3 separate regions of the Gossypium arboreum genome follow, and all the other regions are linked to region 3. The links are chromatin contacts, called in public Hi-C maps. All regions are on one chromosome and are shown on one strand. The core of a region is the stretch at or near the end of the contact, and the rest is flanking DNA. Distances in the headings are between cores, read along the strand shown. Region 1 holds the start of LOC108484820 (G-type lectin S-receptor-like serine/threonine-protein kinase RKS1). Region 2 holds the start of LOC108485503. Region 3 holds the start of LOC108484615.

The links. A called contact is a pair of places that touch in the nucleus more often than the background predicts.
Region 1: a Hi-C map of leaf shows a contact between it and region 3, with 4 times the contacts expected there. The contact joins the promoter of LOC108484820 here to the promoter of LOC108484615 in region 3. A contact is called at or near these places in 2 of 5 Hi-C or Micro-C datasets (both in leaf).
Region 2: a contact with region 3 is called in a Hi-C map of leaf, with 2.9 times the contacts expected there. The contact joins the promoter of LOC108485503 here to the promoter of LOC108484615 in region 3. A contact is called at or near these places in 2 of 5 Hi-C or Micro-C datasets (both in leaf).

The regions. Positions count from the first base shown.
Region 1 is chr6:56,073,188-56,075,887 of ASM2569848v2, reverse strand. LOC108484820 (G-type lectin S-receptor-like serine/threonine-protein kinase RKS1) reads right to left here and starts at 1,284. Exons shown (of 8, transcript XM_053029515.1): 1 at 1,048-1,284; 2 at 1-1,045. The coding sequence starts at 1,240.
Region 2 is chr6:56,465,107-56,467,847 of ASM2569848v2, reverse strand. It overlaps LOC108485503, which reads right to left and starts at 1,446. Exons shown (of 2, transcript XM_017789355.2): 1 at 840-1,446; 2 at 409-647. The coding sequence starts at 1,272. The coding sequence ends at 592.
Region 3 is chr6:56,279,430-56,282,129 of ASM2569848v2, reverse strand. LOC108484615 reads right to left here and starts at 1,441. Exons shown (of 2, transcript XM_053029440.1): 1 at 1,256-1,441; 2 at 15-1,160. The coding sequence starts at 1,270. The coding sequence ends at 276.

The sequences.
Region 1 (2,700 bases), core at 35-2,534, 210 kb after region 3:
TAGGTATATTTCCTCGCATCCATCAAATCTCCATGCCAAGTCAAGCAGCCAATCCCTCTTCCAGTCTCTGAGTTTGCACTAGCATAAGCCATGCAAGAACAATTTCTCAAGCACTTTTCCTTGCATTGTTTCAATCCTATACTCATGTTTACAACTGCCGCAGAAGTGTCAGGCACCTTCGCATGTGGAAACTTGACGAACCCTTCTCCATTTCCACACATGGAGATACCTCGCTTCCTCACGCATCCTCCTGTCCAATCTCCTATGAACCATCCTTCGGGTGATTTGGGTTGGAATCCTGGGAAACATGTACATTCGAAAGCACCTGCGAGATAAGGGTTACAGTAACCATTTGGCCCACAATGCCCGTAAAAATCACACAGTTCCGTTGGAGCCGAATAAAAAACAATCCAACGTTGCGCTTCATTGTTCCATGATTCTCTTTGCAAAACTCCTGTTTCCTTCGCTAGCGTTCTTGATATGATGGAGCTATTTCTCACATCTGAAGAGAACGATACTTCATAACCAGTGTTGACAAATGTATCTTTAAATATGAAGTTCTGTGTCATTTGAGGTATACCACTCCATCTTTGTCCGGTCCAAGGTCCGCTTCGCCACCATGGAGTCGAACCCTTGTACAAAAACATCTGAGGAGACCCGTTTGGGTTCATCCTGAAGGAATAGTTCCCAACCCCTGGATCATCTGTAGACTTCCAAGACGTATATATTAGGTTCAGACCGGTTCTAAGATTCAACCCAATCTTTTGAAATGAAAGCCAATTATTTGTTGGATGGTCAAAACTCTGCCACAGTACCGCCTTTGTGGTATCATTGCGAATCAAAACAAGATTTCCCGAATCCAAAACTTGAGCAATACAATTGCTAGTGCCTGCGAGGGAAATGTTTGTGGACCAGACAGGAAGTGTTTGGTTTGTTTGGAACAGGACAAGATTTCCTCGACGGTCGATAGAGAAGACCCTTGAAGTATCATTAATGGGATTCTCTCTGTTAGCCACCCAAACAACGGTCTTCCCGGATGTTGATAATACCAGATGCCAACATATCGATTACTAGAACTGCCAGGGCTGAAAAATCCTAGTGCAAAAATATTGCCACTAGAGACCATCACTTCATCGTTATCTTTAATGAAGTGATGTTGCGTTATGGTGTCTGAAGAAAAGGATAAGTGAGAAAGAAAGAAAATAAGCAGTATTTTGAGAAGCCATAAAACAGGATTCATCACCGCTTCAGTACATGCTTCGGGTGTTCCGGAACAATGATATATATTGAATTGCTGAAGAGAGCAGTTGGGATCTCAGTGTCGCATTGAAAAGTGGATGGTCCCATTACGTTAATTACTGGGGATTTTCAATGAGTGGTGTTAATCTCTTAAGCATTTATTTCCGTTTGGCTCAACCGTTGAGAGATTACCGAGTCAAGGCAAGTCAATATCTAAACTCCGTCTTACAAATGTTCTGTTCTGAAAATTTAATACGCGTAGGTGGTTGACGATTATTTTATCTTCCATAATTAGATTTTAGAAACATTCAATTTCAATCTTGTTAATTGGTATGTGAAAACAATTATAGCCACCATTTTCCCCTCCTACTTGAAAATTTAATATTTTCTCTTGCAATATTAGGGATATCTAATGAGTTCAACCATCAAGCATCAAAAGTCTTTCAATTTCTACTCGATTTGGGTCAAATGACTTTGAAAATTTTAATAGTGATTTAACTATTGTTTTCTCCTGCATGTTTATGAGTCAAGTCAATTTCTTTTTTTTTCAAAATATTATTATTTTGATTATTTTTTAGAATGTATTGTAGGTTATTTTGATTATTGGTGAAAAATGTATATGTACCGGGACAAAATTAAGAATGATATAATATAAATGAATGCTAGTTAAAGAATTAAATAAAATATAACAAGCGGCGATGATCTAAATAAATAAAGTGAATTATATTTGAGTATTTGAGTCTTAATGAAGAACTGATAAGTAAGAAGAATTAAATTTTTATTAGTTGTTTAAAATGTGTAAGTAATAAGACTTTGTGAAAAACTTAAATTTATTTATTGATAGGATTACATCATTGTACCAAATTTGAAGATTGTAAAGTTATTGATCTATATTAGCTTATGTTAATGCATTGGAATGTACATAAAAGCTTAGGATAGTTGAGGTGTTTCTAATTACATTGGCCTATGTTCTCATGTGTTACTTGAAATCATGATGGAATTTTCTACTTAGTTAAGACTTGATTTTTTAATTGGCATAACCATGTTTATGGGATGAGTTTATGCTTGAATGAAGTTTAAAATAGTTTTAAAATAATTTGAAACTCATGAATATAATATGATAATGTTTGGGATGATTTAAAAGTATTTTTTAACTAATTTTGAGGTTCTCTGTATTAAGTCCTAAAACTTAGCCGTATTGAGACTTGCAAGTCAATAGCGAAAAAGTTATAATAAGTCAAGTCTCAAGATTTGCAAGTAAATAGCTAAAGGACAATAATAAGTAGGCTAAATTTCAAGCCTTGCCCAGATGCAACTTGTGTTTTTAATCAGTTTAAATCCCAAGACTCCATTTAATGTTTTGAGTATATCCAAACTTGAGAAATGATTTGAAATTATTTTTAAAATTTGATGAAACTTTGTAAATGTTGAAAATTGGTTTAAACATTTTATTAAGATGTG
Region 2 (2,741 bases), core at 197-2,696, 190 kb before region 3:
GAGGATTATGTCATGGCTGTTGTGTTGGCAATTGCTTGCTACATTTAAGTCACAATGTTAGCTAAGAGGGCCCATACCTAATTCCTTGTTCCAAAGGCAGCTCTCGCTTATTTCTTAAATAAAAACCAGTTGTTTTCCTCATAGTAACATAGGGATGGATGACATAAAACTTGAGCCCCAATCTATGAATGATTTTAATACAAAATCTAAACAAACCCAAAAAGAAGACAACATTTTCTATTTTATGTCAAGTGCTGTTAACTAATACCATGAACAAAATGATGGAAATACCCTTTAGAATAGCTAAACAAATTCTATAATTCTTAGCTTGGAAATTTAAGAAAACGACTTTTAAGTTTGTTGAGTATGAAGAAGCTAGGTGAAAGAGACGATCATTCCATTAACAGGTTTATGAACTCCCAAAATTTGTCACTTGATTGCAAAATCTTATCTTCCATTTCCCATCTTTACATTCATCTCCACATATACCATCTACAATACAAACTCATTTTCCCCATCTTGTTTTGGAAAGAAAAAAAAAAGAAAAAAAGAAAAACAAAATCTCTCTTGAAAATGAAGCAATGGAACAAATCATCTCTGAACTTGAAATCCCATCTTCTTCCTTCCAAGAATTTCCGCCAGAACTCCTGCATTTTAAGACCCATTTTCAGATGATTTAACAACACAATTCTAAGAAAAAGAAATAGAAAACTTGAAAGATCTAGACTATTTCTAATACCATCCTCTGCCCAAAACAGAGGAAATTAGCATAACCAAAGAAACCAATAATTGTAAACAAATCCAAGATCCAACTCAATTAGTAGGAGAAGAAAGATTACCTTGACGCTTGCAAACAGGAGGATCTTCAAAGAGGGAAAGGGAAAGTTGTTTATGGGCAACCCCGATATCAAACAGAATAAGGCCAGAAGAAGGATCATTAACAGTGATACCTTTAACATTAAACCACACAAACAGCTCTTCCTGAGAGAGGCCTTCAAGTCCCACAAGTCCACCATAGCTAAGATTAGCTGTGACCACACGGTCAAAGTGTACCCTCCCATCAAACTTGGCCATGCATGGGGTTTCCAGGTGCACTTCAAGGCGACCATCATCAGGGTCAAATTTATAGGATTTAACATTGTCTGGGAAAAGACCAACAGGCAAGCCTTGACTCTGAAGGAGATCATGTAAGGAAGAGGCGACTAAGAGAGGGAGAAGAAGCAGAGTACCGAATAAAGTTATGGATGTCAGAATTTTCGGAGATGGAGACATTGTTGGGATGATTTTCCAAGATTGGGACACAAACTTGGGAGATCTGAGGTTTTTCTTCCTTCCAAGGGTTTAAAACTTTAAATTTAAGGTTGATTTTTAGGGCTAGCAGAGTACTGTGTCGAATTCTATGATAGAAAATGAGAAATGGGGGCCAGGAAGGACTGCCCAATTTCTAGCCTGGCAATTTTTAATTTATATGTTGACCTTATACTTTGTTCCTGTTATGTGAAATTGACCTTTCACTCCTTGTATTTTTTACATATTTGAAATTTAGTCTTTCTTTTCTTTAATCTTATGAATTCAGTCCTTTTACTAATTTGATTTAATAATTGAAGGCCAAATAAGTAAATAAAAACGTAAATAAAAACTATTTGAATATGGGTTTGTAAGGTTTCAAATTCTAAATATGGGTTTGTAAGGATTTTCAACATTTTTTAAAGTGAAAATTGATATATATTTTTTAATTATAGGGCTTCAACACTATTTTAAATTGGCCACATATGCATTTCTTTCAAAAGAAAAAGGGTCATATAATTCAATTTAACGAAAACCCTTTATCGGTATTATTAAATCGAAAGATTAAATTTTAAATGTGTAAAAGATGAAATTATAGGAAAAGTAGAGGATGATTTTGGAAATCTAAATTTTGAAGAAGGTTAGTGAAAGGAATCTGATAGGTAACAAGGGTTGATTACTCGTTGGGACGGCCAATAATGATATAAGAGACAGACAGTAGTTACATACCCCAACGCCATGCTTGAAAATTACGAGGTTTGAGATTGACAGCTTTCTTTGTAATACATACATTATATCACCTAACAGGTTTGGAAACAATAAAAAAAAAAAAAAACATGTAATTAATTAGTTGCCACATTTATTAAACAAAATCATTAGGGATAAACAAGAACAACTTTTCCTTCTCTTTATGACTTTTGCCGCTTCTTTAATGATTATTCATTGCCATTGGACTGTCTCGTGATGCCTTTTTTTTCACCTGACCCCATCTATGTTTTGTTTGTTGTTCCCGGCGTTGTTTTAAATTCAAACTCTACAAATTTCTTGTTCTGCATATTTTATATATTTGAGTTTCAATATGACCCCCAACATATAATGGCAGAAAGGCCAACGTATTTGCTCAACCCAAGTTGTCTTATAAAATTGAAAATATTAATATTGTACGAGCTTGCACTTATATTTGAATATTAGATCCGAATCATCTTATTGTTATATGATTCCAATGGAATGAGTCTCCATGACCAGTCGTCAAACATTTAGATAGCATAGGACATATGTAAAATAAGTGGATTAGAGGCACAAACCCTATTCTTACTCTGCCTAAACTGTTTTTTGATAACCAGGATTTTGAAGAGGTTGTGGCTTGACTTGCACCACAACCACAACATTGGTTTATTACTTGGTTATTTTACTATAAAAACATATAGTTGTCAAATATTTAAATAGGATTTAAA
Region 3 (2,700 bases), core at 192-2,691:
TGTCCGACAATCAATTGTTAAACATGGACAATCTTTATTTATTTGAGGCAAGACCAGAACATAATGAAAGCATTTTCTTCGAGTATCATCTGCAATTTTACAGATTTTACAGCAAGTATATTGCTTAAAACATTTGAAAAAGAAGTTCTTGGAATTATTCAGCAACAACTAAAATTAATACCGACCGCGGATTATGGATCTAGTGGGAAAATCACAGACTTATTTACAGATGGAATTGTTCATACTGCTACATGTTTCCTTCTAAAACAAGGAAACTAATTCAACCATGAATGTTCCTCTTGATACTCCATCTGCCTTGATATAAGTTGTCCCTGATAATGCCTTTCGTAATTGAAGATTGGGTTCTCGTAAATACCTCCACTGCCCCATCTTTCACCATAAGGATACGAATTACCAAAAAGATAGTCTGCAGTCTCCTCCCATGGGCAGTTTACTCCTTGAGGACCATAGCAATTTCGATAATCGTTCTCTCTCTTTGCACGATCCAGGCAGGGCCAGTAACCAAACAAACTTTCACAAAGGTCCATTGCTTCTAAGCCATACCCTGGAGGGATTTGAGACACTCTCTTTTCATATTCAGCACCATAAGGGTAACCATCAGTGTAACTTTCCTTATTCTCTTCACCTTGATATGACTCTACAGGCCTGCCATTAGAACCCACATTACCAACTTCGTTACTTCCCTGGGTTTGCTGCTCTTGGTCCTTGACTGTGGCTGTTTTGCTTCCATTGCTAGGCTTTTCTACCAGTTTATCAACTCCTTTCCCATAAGGCGACTCTATAGACCCATAAGAAAAGGTTTTCAAGGATTGATCATTCGGATCCCCTGATGAACGTGGATAACATATTCCCTCGGAAGGGGGCAGGGGTTTGCCATATGTTGCATCAAGATCATAACCACCGCCATAAGGCGTTGGATCATACTCTTCAAATTCAGGCTCATTGAACTCTGAGACAGAATATGAGACAATTAACCGAGTCTTTACAGTACCATAATCTTCACCATAAGGGTTTAGGGCATACTCAACATAGTTAGGCTCACTGGAAGTATACGAAGAGTATGCAACAGCCGAGCGACCAATTTCAGGATCATAAGCACCATAACATGGAGCTGAATCGTATTGGAAAGAATTGTAATCCTTGTATGCATAGCCATAGCTAGAATGAGCTTCTAAGTCTTGTGATGAAACATAATCATGGCTACTATCACAATAGGGAGTTTGATAATACTCACCAGAATTAGCTTCATAATAATAGTTGGAGCTGTAATTGGCCATTACAGATTCATCAAATCTCAAACCTGAATTTTCCAGAAAAAAGGAAAATGTTACTCAATTCCCAGTGAGCAAGGGGGGGTTGTATCTAGATTTATCATTAAAATATCTACCACATAGCCTTTATCTTATGAGGAGAGAGATAAAGTTTATGCACATGTGAGGAGAATTGTGAAATTGGACTTTGATAACTACCGCCTAACTTTGTTTTCTTTGTTTTTATTTGAACAAAGAAAAGGAAAAAAAAAATCAATTATCACAAACATGAAAACCCAACATTGCAACTTCAATAGTAGAACAACCATATAGGGTTCATTTTATCTATTTTACACAAAAAATAGATAGATTAATCCCTATAATTAGATCAAAGAGTAAATTGGTCCTTTTATTAAAAAATTTATCCATTTCTATTATTAAAAATTGGTCATTTATATCAGCGTGAGGTATATGTGACATGTTATATGTCATTGATTTGTTGTTCTATCTATCATGCCAGTTTTTATTACGAGTGAGTAAAACTCGATTGGACTCAAAAAATTAAAAAAAATTTGAATTTTGAGTTATTTGATTTTTTTGAGTCAACCCGAATAAGTTATTTGGGTTTCAAGGTCAAGACGAGTTGAATTTGAATAATTTGAATAATTCGAATAACTCAAATAACAGATTGGTGTAAATATCCCTTTGGTCTCTGTCAATTTTGAAAATGAACAAATTGATTTTTCTCAACAAAATTAAAAAAAATGTTCAAAATAAGTTTTAAAATTCAAAATATTTATAAATATTTAAAATTTTATATTTTAAAAAATTCTGAAAATAAAGAATATGTAAAAAAGTTTTTAAAAAAGTTGGCCCTAATTAAGTAAATTAACTATTTAAGTTTATCGTACTAAAATATCCTCTCTTTTCTCTTATTTTGCTTTGAAAATTTTTGGTTTCAATTTATATGATCTAACATTGAATGAGTTATATTGTAATAAGATTTTAAGTTGATATGTTTAATTTTTAATTTAATTCTAATAATTTCACTCGATTTGAAAAAAATTCAAATCTTGTTAGGATGATAAAATGGGACTCACCAACTCAAATAACTTGAATTTTTTTTACTCGATTCGATCGAATGCTCACCTCTAATTTTTATGAGTACAAATGGATGAATTTTTTAACAAAAAAGACGAGTTAGCTCTTTGATCTAATATATATGAACTAATTTATCCATTTTCTTTAAGTAGAGAAACAATATACAATTTAACACCTAATACCGGGGACCTCAATGATATTTTTCCATAACTTGAATCAACAAAAGAAAAGCATTGGCTCATTTCTCTTTCAATTGCTGAAATAAGAAATGTCAAAATCACATAATTGAAAGCACTACTTTTTCTCACCAGCACTAAATCCCTAACAA